3 separate regions of the Sus scrofa genome follow, and regions 1 and 3 are each linked to region 2. A link is a contact called in public Hi-C and HiChIP or PLAC-seq data. All regions are on one chromosome and are shown on one strand. Each heading gives the region's core, a stretch centred on a gene start, on an enhancer-like site or on the middle of the called end of the contact. The rest is flanking DNA. Distances are from core to core; before and after follow the strand shown. Region 1 overlaps THSD7B (thrombospondin type-1 domain-containing protein 7B). Region 2 holds the start of CXCR4 (C-X-C motif chemokine receptor 4). Region 3 holds the start of DARS (aspartate--tRNA ligase, cytoplasmic).

Region 1 (2,700 bases), core at 105-2,604, 230 kb after region 2:
ATAATGCATTCTGGTCATTTTAGAAAATAATTTTATCTCTAGGTCCCTGTATAGTGTCTAGTTAATATTTATACTTATTCAAGGGGTTTTCTCTATTTTTTTTCATTAAGAGAGGTTTTCTATTTTTCTTCTTATAAATATTTGACCTTGTATGAAATAGCGAGTCTTTTTTCTGGTGTATAACACAAAAAACAAAACCTAGTCATGAGGGTTGTCACTAAGCCCCTCCCCTACTCACTAATTAGGGGGTGCTTCTAGGAAATCAGGCCCAATCACAAGGTCCAGTTTTGCTAGCTCTTCATGCTTGAATATAGTTCAAAAAACGGGATCGTAGATGAGGTCTGCCATCTCCAGCCCCATACCAGGGCCATTCTGTCAGCAACATTACAAAGGCCCAAGGTGATTAAAAGTAGCTTTGGATTGAAATGACTGACTTATTTCAGAGGCCCTCTTCTTCTACCCCAAAATATTAATTTCAAAACATTTAGGGTCTTGAACTATTTCCCCAGGTATCTTTTTTTTTTTTTTTTTTCGTTTTTTTTCCTTTTCTAGGACCACACCCGCAGCATATGGAGGTTCCCAGGCTAGGGGTTCAATTGGAGATGTAGCCACCAGCCACAGCAACTTGGGATCCAAGCCATGTCTGCAACCTACTCTACAGCTTACGGCAGTGCCAGATCCTTAACCCACTGAGTGAGGTGAGGGATCGAACCATCAACCTCATGGTTCCTAGTCAGATTCATTAACCACTGAGCCATGACGGGAACTCTGATATCTCTTGAATCTAATAGAAAAGTAAAAAGTTCTGGCCATTGGGAGTTTAGCTGGGGTGTGAGGCATAGAGGGGATGGGTAGGTGAAGGCCCTGGGGGTCTGAGGTTCCAGGTTCTGGGTTGGTTCTGCCCCTATTGTGGAGGGGGTGCTTCACTTTCTTGGTCAGTTGAATGAAGAGGCTGACCGGGTGCTCTGCCTCAGTTTGCAGGCAGCCTGTCTATAGGAATAATTACTGCATCCATCCCTACTTTGTACCAACACAGGTGCTGGGGAAATTGCTGTGAAGGAGATGCATTGACCAATGTGATGAAGCAAGACATGGCTGTGCTCGGCCCTCCATCCCAAAGCATGGCTTCTGTGTCCATGCGACTGGCTTGAGCCAAAGCCATCTTTTCCTGTGACCCTTTAGGCCTGTGCGTGTGTTGAGGCCTGGTCACCAGTTCAGGCTCCCACCCCACACAGCATCGGTTTCCCTCTGCCTGGTTCCCTTTCCTGCGGGCTGACTTCACCCCAGTGCAGAATGTAGGAGAACTTCTAAAAATGTCGACTCAGAAGAAGAGGAAGCGGGTGGTGCTCAGCTTCTCTCTCTTACCCGAGGCACCCTGGCCCTGCTCTTCTGCCCAGAACAGTGTGTTCCCAGGGCCCACATGGGGAGGAAGTTGAAACCAGCTCCACAAAAGCCCCTTTGAAGGCAATGCATGCCTCCTCCCTTAAGTTATGGAACAAGGAGGACCCCTCTAGCATTCAAGGGAGGACTGAAGGGAATCTACTGGAGGTTATGTGCTCTGCCCACTGGGAAAGTGGAGGCAGCTTTTCTTACTAAGAAAAGTGCAAAATAAGTGCCTCTTTACCTCACCAGGTAGAAAGAATTGCAATCAGGAAGGCTTTAAGACATACTAGAAGGAAAAAAAAAACCTTAAAAAAGAGACATGTTGAAGACATGGGAGGCAGGCCAGGGGCAGGTCAGGGGCTGGATGGTGCATACACAGGGTGTGTGCATGCATGCGTGTGTGTGTGTGTGTGTGTGTGTGTATGTGAGCAAGTGCGCACACGTGCACACACACATTTAGACATCTTCGGTAGTCCTAGAAGACAGTGGCTCTCACTCAAACTCTAACAAGTGCCCAAATCACTGGTGGGGTTTGTTTGTTCCTAATTCAGTAGCTCTGGGTGGAGCCTGAATATTTGCTTTTCTGACAAGTTTCCAGGTGATGCCAATTCTGCTTTTCATGCAGTGGTGCTAAGGAGAGTGGCTTGATGGGATAAAGATCTTAATGAGTGCAATCTTGGTTCAACCAGCCTCTTCCTTGGAATATTGATAAGCTGGGACAAGAGCCCTGGTATTGAACACAGTGGAAAGGTCTATAGCAATGAGAATGGTGTTCTTCAAGTGTGGCTTATAAACCATCTTCATCAGAATCACCTTGGATTGGGAATTCCCATTGTGGCTCAGTAGGTTAAGAACCTGATATAGTGTCCATGAGGGTGCAGGCTTGATCCCTGGCCTCATTCAGTGGATTAAGGATCTGGTGTTGCCAGAAGCAGTGGTGTAGATGGCAGATGTGGCTTGGATCCAGTGTTGCCATGGATGTGGCGTAGGCTGGCAGCCGTAGCCGAGAAAATAATTACCTATGACCCTGCTACTCAAAATTGTGATTCCCAGACCAGCACATTGGGCGTCACCTGGGTGTTGGTTAGAAATGCAGAATCTCAGGTCCCATCCCAGACCTACTGAACCAGAATCTATTTTAAAATAAGATCCCCAGTGATGTATAGGCGCATTATAGATTGAGAAACACTGCTCTGTGGGGTTCAGGTGTGTCTCCAGGGTGGTATCACTGGGGGTGAGGGTGGAGAGGTGGGATATGCCATGTTTACAGTCCAGATTGTTGCACAGTAGCTCAGCCTAGGTCCTGGAGTGGGGACT
Region 2 (2,700 bases), core at 8-2,507:
TCGCTTGGCGCGTTTGGGACGTTAGGGAGCACAGCATTTTAATGGGAGGAGAAAGTCACGGGGTCTGCACCCGTGGTCCTCGCCCCAAGTTTCATTTCCTCACCCTCCCGGGGCTCTTCCCACCCTGTCAATGATCCAGTTAATGGAGTGGGAAGTCTGCAGCTGGAAGCCTCCAGGCGGAGGACGCGCTGGAGACCAGATGGTCCAGCTCCGGACCTCCACGATGCCCACCGCTGGCGGTCTGCGGCTCCAGCGGTTTGGCCTGCAGCACGCCGGGTGCCGCCGAGAGATTGGGCGGCTCCGCCGCGGGAGCCTTTGAATCGCGCGCCGCTGGGGGAAACGAAAAGTCTCGCTTTTCAAAGGGCTCCAGGAAACCACCGACGGTTAATTGGTGCAGCTCATCTCTGTGAGAGCCAAACGGTCTTCCCACTTGCACCTGCCTTGTCTACGCCACAACTACCGGCAGCGCAGGTGCCCTCCCAGCCCCCGCCCCGCACTCCTAGGGGCGCTGCTGCACTGTGACCGCTGCCTCGACTATAAACTACCTCAACTTCTGCACAACCCCAAACTCCAGAACCCCGGGGCCCACTGTGCTTGCGACGCCCTCAATCCCAAGGCGCACGCGCTGCTCCGGGCCACCCTGCTGCGGCGTCCTTTCGCCTTTCCCGCCTTCTACTCAGTGCTTGGGCACTGGCACAGCTCCGCCGACAGCAGAATTTAGCGAACACGCGCCCAACGCCAAGAGGGGTCCCCAGGAGCCTTTGCCTTAAGATAACCAGGGGCGCCGGCTCCCTCTGGGAACTCAGCCCGGACGCGCCGCCCTCCACCTTCAAATTCAGATAATGTAATTGGCTCCAAAGAAATCCCCGCTCTCCTGAGGAAGGGACCCATGGTCTGAGTCCCCGGGCAGCGCGAGTGTCTTCTCTGCACTTGTGCACAAAATGTTCTTATGTTTGCAAACAGTGTGCAAGCCCGGCGCGCGCCGTGGAACTCAAGCGGGAGATACATGCAACCACCCAAACGGTCGTTCCAATCTTTTCTCCTCTAATCCAAGAGAAAAAGATTCCAATACCCACCCCACCCCCTCCCATAGCCAGGCGCAGTAAAACTCCTTTCCATGACCCTCCTCCCGGGCACGGGCACCTCCAATACTCGGGTCGCTTCTGCCCGTTTGGAGAGGGGTTGCACTCTAAGTTCAAGTGTTTGTATGTTTAAGAAAAAGCAGGTTGAAACTGGACTTACACGGAACCCGTCCATGGTAACTGCTCACTCTCCAGCCGCGGGGGCTACCGGAGCACTCAAGTCCTCAGGGTCACTTTGCTACCTGCTGCCGCAGCCAACAGACTGAAGTTTCTGGCCAAAGCTGGACTTTTATAAAAACACGCTTTGTGGGCGGCGCATGCGCTGAGCGGTGGGCGGGAGGGCGGGGCGGGGAGAAAGGCGGGGTGGAGCCGGAGAACGGTACACCAGGGGCAGGGGGGAGGAGGGTGCGAGGGAGGGGCAAGGGGGTATGCACCTAGGCGGCCCGGGTGGGATAATCCTGGGAGGCCCCGCAGCGGCTGCTGTAAGCTCTGGCTCAACATCACCTCGTGAATCTCCGGCTGGGGCGGGCATCCGAGAAGCGTGCCCCAACTTGTAAAAGCAGGATGCGCCTGGAGGGAGGTCGAAAGCGCGGGCGACAGACGCGTCCTTGTGTGGCGCGTCCATCCTTGCTCACGAAGATGGTATTCTAGTCCTCGGAAGGCTACAGGTGGAGACACTGAGGCACAGAGGCGGGAAGTGACTTGCCAGAGTCACCCAACCAGTAGGCGGCAATACTGGCACTGGATCCAATATCTGACTCCATTCCCAGCTCTTTCAGCAGATGCAATCCATTCAGGAAATAAAATAAGTAATGATTTTTTTCTTTAGAGCACAACTCTATATAACTAGATATGCACAGCTACAGTAATAGTATCAGGGTCAGGTGTAGACAACACTTTTAGAAGGTAGGATGATTTGGTATTGTTCTGGAGGAGGACTGTGATAGAGAAGTAGAAGTGTATTCCCGGGTAATCAATTCGTGAATAGTACCTTCTTAAAAAAAAAAAAAAGAAAAAAAGGAAGAAGAATATACGCTTTGTTACAAGGGAAATAGCGAATAATACTCTTGTAACAAATCACAAGGCGCTTGCACAGAATCACTCATTCATTCTCACAACACCCTGTGGGTATTATCATTACCAACATGCACTCAGTCAAGAGATATTTAGTGAGGGCTGACTGCATGCCTCACACTATTCTAGGCAGTGGGGATGCAACGGTGAAGCCGAGGACAAGGCCCCCATGCGAAGGAAACAGGGAGCAGATCTGCAGAGATGAAATGCCAGGGTTGGCCGGGAATTCCATACCCGACCTGAATCCATATCTACCGGACCCCACATCTGCCGTCCGACCCAATGAGGGAGATAATAGTTGGCACCGGTAAGAAATTAAGTTGAAGAACTGGGCGAGGGGGACTAGGGGTGTAAGCTGGACGCTTAAAGATGTCTCAGACCGCCTGGGGTTTGCAGTGAGAGCCCAGACAGTGCTTTCCAGTCTCGCACCACTTCCCGCCGGCGCGGAGCCTGGGTGGGGCCGGGGACCGAGTGAGGGGCGGGGTCAAGAAATAGTGCGACCGCAGGCGGGGGTGACCGCAGGAGTGACAAAGAGGACTGAAGT
Region 3 (2,819 bases), core at 131-2,630, 150 kb before region 2:
GGTCCAGAATACACAAAAGTAGATTCCTTAAATTTTAGAAGGTAACTTAAGATGTGGATGAAACAGTTTCTGCCACTATAGCTGTCTGCTGGAATTCTCATCTTCATTAGACCTGAAGGATGTAAGATTTTGTGTTTATACTAAAACAAACCAAACAATGTATTAAGGTGCTTACTAAAGTTTTTTTGTTTGTTTTTGGCAAATAACAAAAAATACACCTTAAAGATATTCAGTCCTAATAAAAAGATAGTCATACAATGTAGCAAGACCGCAGCATAAATAAGTTACAGCATGTGAAAAGAAAATAAGAGGTCACTTATTAATACCGTTCATACTTCAGCAAACCTTATTCCATCTAACAGTCTTAAGATAACCTATTCCTTAGGTAGTTTACGATAAATTCATATTTCCTCAACAGAAAAATTAGGAGCCAGATAGGGATCTCGGTTTTACCAACAGCACGCATTAACTTGTAGGTTTCAAAACTTTCATTTCCAGATAGCACTGAAGGACCACAGATGATTTTGGGGGCACTTCATCTCAAATGCATTCTCTGCAAACTTCCCTACCTATTTCATGGGTTACTTAAGAGAAAAAAAGGAAATTTTAAAAATGACAAGTGTTCTCTAAGGCTGTCGCATGGAAAACGGCCATTAAACATTTTGGCAGATCGTTTTACTAAGTACTGTCATAACTTGAAACACATTAGGAACACACGAGCTGTGCGAAAATCGATTATCAGTGGACATTAAAATTTTCCGGGGAAAGAGACGGATTACGTGAAGGACGTGCCTAACCCAGGGAGGTTTAAGTGACCTCGCCGCTCCTACTTCCGGGGCACTTGGTACTTTAAGTCCACCCCAGCCCAGCGACACGCTTCTCCTAGGCCAGGCCTCCTAGGCGCCGCAGTGAGAAATGCGATCCGTAGTGCCTCTGGCCACGTTGCTCAGACAAGGACCTTGGAGGCCCGGTGAGCGTTCTAAGAGCGCGAACCTCAGGCATGCGGCCTGTAGTCAAAGTGCCGATAGGGATCCAGAAGTCAAAGCCCCGCTATCCCTACTCCCTCCCTCCGCGCGGTCCCGCCCGGGGCGGGGGGGGGGTCCTGCGCTCCCAGGCCCGGGAAAGAAAACCCACTTCCGCCGCGTCCATGATGTCCCGCGGCTTCTCCTGACTCTTGCGGCTGGCGCTGGCGCTGGGCATCTGGACAAATGGACAACTGGACAGGGAAGCGATCACCACCCTCCCTCGCAGGCTTCCGTAGGGCAGGCCAAAGGGGCTTCTCCCTCCCGCAGTCTCCGCCCTCCCTGCACTCCAGTCACAGCACACACGTTCGTACTCCGCGTGGAGGGTCGGCTGCGGAAAGATCGCGAGAACTGCAACTCTCTCGAGATCTTGGAGCGCTGGGAGGCTGATAGCGCGCTCCAGTGTCGTCTTCTTGCCCCGCCCTTATGGGTGTTGGGAATCCCCGGGAATTCGTTATAGTCTCGCGGGAATGATTCTTGAGTAGAGGAGTCTCAAAGCCTTAGTTGGCACAAACTTGAGTCTTTTCGCTTTTCAGGCCTATCCCAACTACAGCCTTTACTGTGTCGTCTTTTCTGCCCTACTTACTCTTCTTGGCTTTAACTGCAGACTGTTCACCAAAACATCCACCCAACTCGAGATACGACTTTTCCTCTCATGGACTTATCCGCCTCCAACACTGTCCAGCGGGAGTATAGGTGCCTGGACTCATGGGAGACCTCTTCTCAAAAAGCTGCTCTGTGTACTGGGTTATAGGCAGTTGGCTTGCTAAGGTAGGATTGGGTACTGGTACCCAAGTTAAAAGTGAAACTGGAGTTCCCATCGTGGCCCAGTGGTTAACGAATCTGACTAGGAACCATGAGGTTGCAGGTTCGATCCCTGTCCTTGCTCATTGGGTTAAGGATCCGGCATTGCCGTGAGCTGTGGTGTAGGTCACAGACGCGGCTCGGATCCTGCGTTGCTGTGGCTCTGGCGTAGGCCGGTGGCTGCAGCTCCAATTTGACCCCTAACCTGGGAACCTCCATGTGCGGTGGGAGCGGCCCAAGAAATGGCAAAAAGACAAAAAAAAAAAAAAAAAAAAAGTGAAGCTTAAGCACAATGGCAAAAATCCTACATAACTGCCTGATTGCCTGGACCTGTTGCATCGTTAGAGGCAATGCATAGTGTTGCTTGTCCAATGAATGAATCTCTATATAGTTCGGCTTTTTTTTTTAATTGTCATTCATAAGCCGCTTATTGCAATTGAAAGTAATTTGGGGGCGTAGTTAAATGCCGTCTCCTCTGCTAGCCGTCTTTGCACTCCGTCAAGTTTTAACTACCTTACTAGTCTTAGCCTGTGACAAAGTGGCAGAGTTTTACTTGTTCAGGAGTGCAGATAGACCCCAATGCAAATGAAAGGGCTCTAGAGGCTACCACGTTCAGATCCCGGGGTACAATAGTGAGGAGACACATAGTCCCTGCCCTCAGCTTACCTTCTCATTGCAGGTATGAAGTAGAGGTACCAAGTACTATGCAAGTTTTTTTGAGGGCATTTACCTCAGACTTCGCTGAGGAAGTGATACTTCAGCTAAATTCTAGAAGAGTCAGCCAGGTGAAATGGGGCCTAAAGAATATTCAAGGCAGAGCGGGTTAGGAAGAGAAAGATCATGGCTCAATTACATTCAAGGGGAGAATGTCCAGGTAACCTTTGCCTTTCTGAGGTCTGGGCTACAGATGTATGTTTCACATACACTAACTCATTTAATTCTTATACCAGAGAGGTAATATTGTAATCTTTTTGCATATGGGGAAATTGAGGC

The links. A called contact is a pair of places that touch in the nucleus more often than the background predicts. HiChIP or PLAC-seq counts read pairs in DNA pulled down with a chosen protein or histone mark.
Region 1: a Hi-C map of retroperitoneal adipose tissue shows a contact between it and region 2, with 1.6 times the contacts expected there. The contact joins the enhancer-like site here to the promoter of CXCR4 in region 2. A contact is called at or near these places in 3 of 5 promoter capture datasets (fetal liver, liver and skeletal muscle), 15 of 47 Hi-C or Micro-C datasets (alveolar macrophages, blood, brain and 10 more) and 2 of 2 datasets of contacts at active chromatin or transcription factors (alveolar macrophages and skeletal muscle).
Region 3: an H3K27ac HiChIP or PLAC-seq map of alveolar macrophages shows a contact between it and region 2. The contact joins the promoter of DARS here to the promoter of CXCR4 in region 2. A contact is called at or near these places in 1 of 5 promoter capture datasets (liver), 3 of 47 Hi-C or Micro-C datasets (liver and skeletal muscle) and 1 of 2 datasets of contacts at active chromatin or transcription factors (alveolar macrophages).

The regions. Positions count from the first base shown.
Region 1 is chr15:15,429,910-15,432,609 of Sscrofa11.1, reverse strand. All of the region lies in intron 7 of THSD7B (thrombospondin type-1 domain-containing protein 7B), which reads left to right. Among named protein-coding and RNA genes, the nearest start is that of THSD7B, 180 kb to the left of the region's middle. Within about 2 kb of position 1,354, at least 11 of the 83 cell types and tissues checked have an H3K27ac peak or open chromatin away from gene starts, as enhancers often do. A contact at or near this core is called in alveolar macrophages and retroperitoneal adipose tissue, where this site is marked.
Region 2 is chr15:15,662,209-15,664,908 of Sscrofa11.1, reverse strand. CXCR4 (C-X-C motif chemokine receptor 4) reads right to left here and starts at 1,257. Exons shown (of 2, transcript NM_213773.1): 1 at 1,243-1,257. The coding sequence starts at 1,257.
Region 3 is chr15:15,809,058-15,811,876 of Sscrofa11.1, reverse strand. DARS (aspartate--tRNA ligase, cytoplasmic) reads right to left here and starts at 1,380. Exons shown (of 16, transcript XM_003133266.5): 1 at 1,135-1,380. The coding sequence starts at 1,200.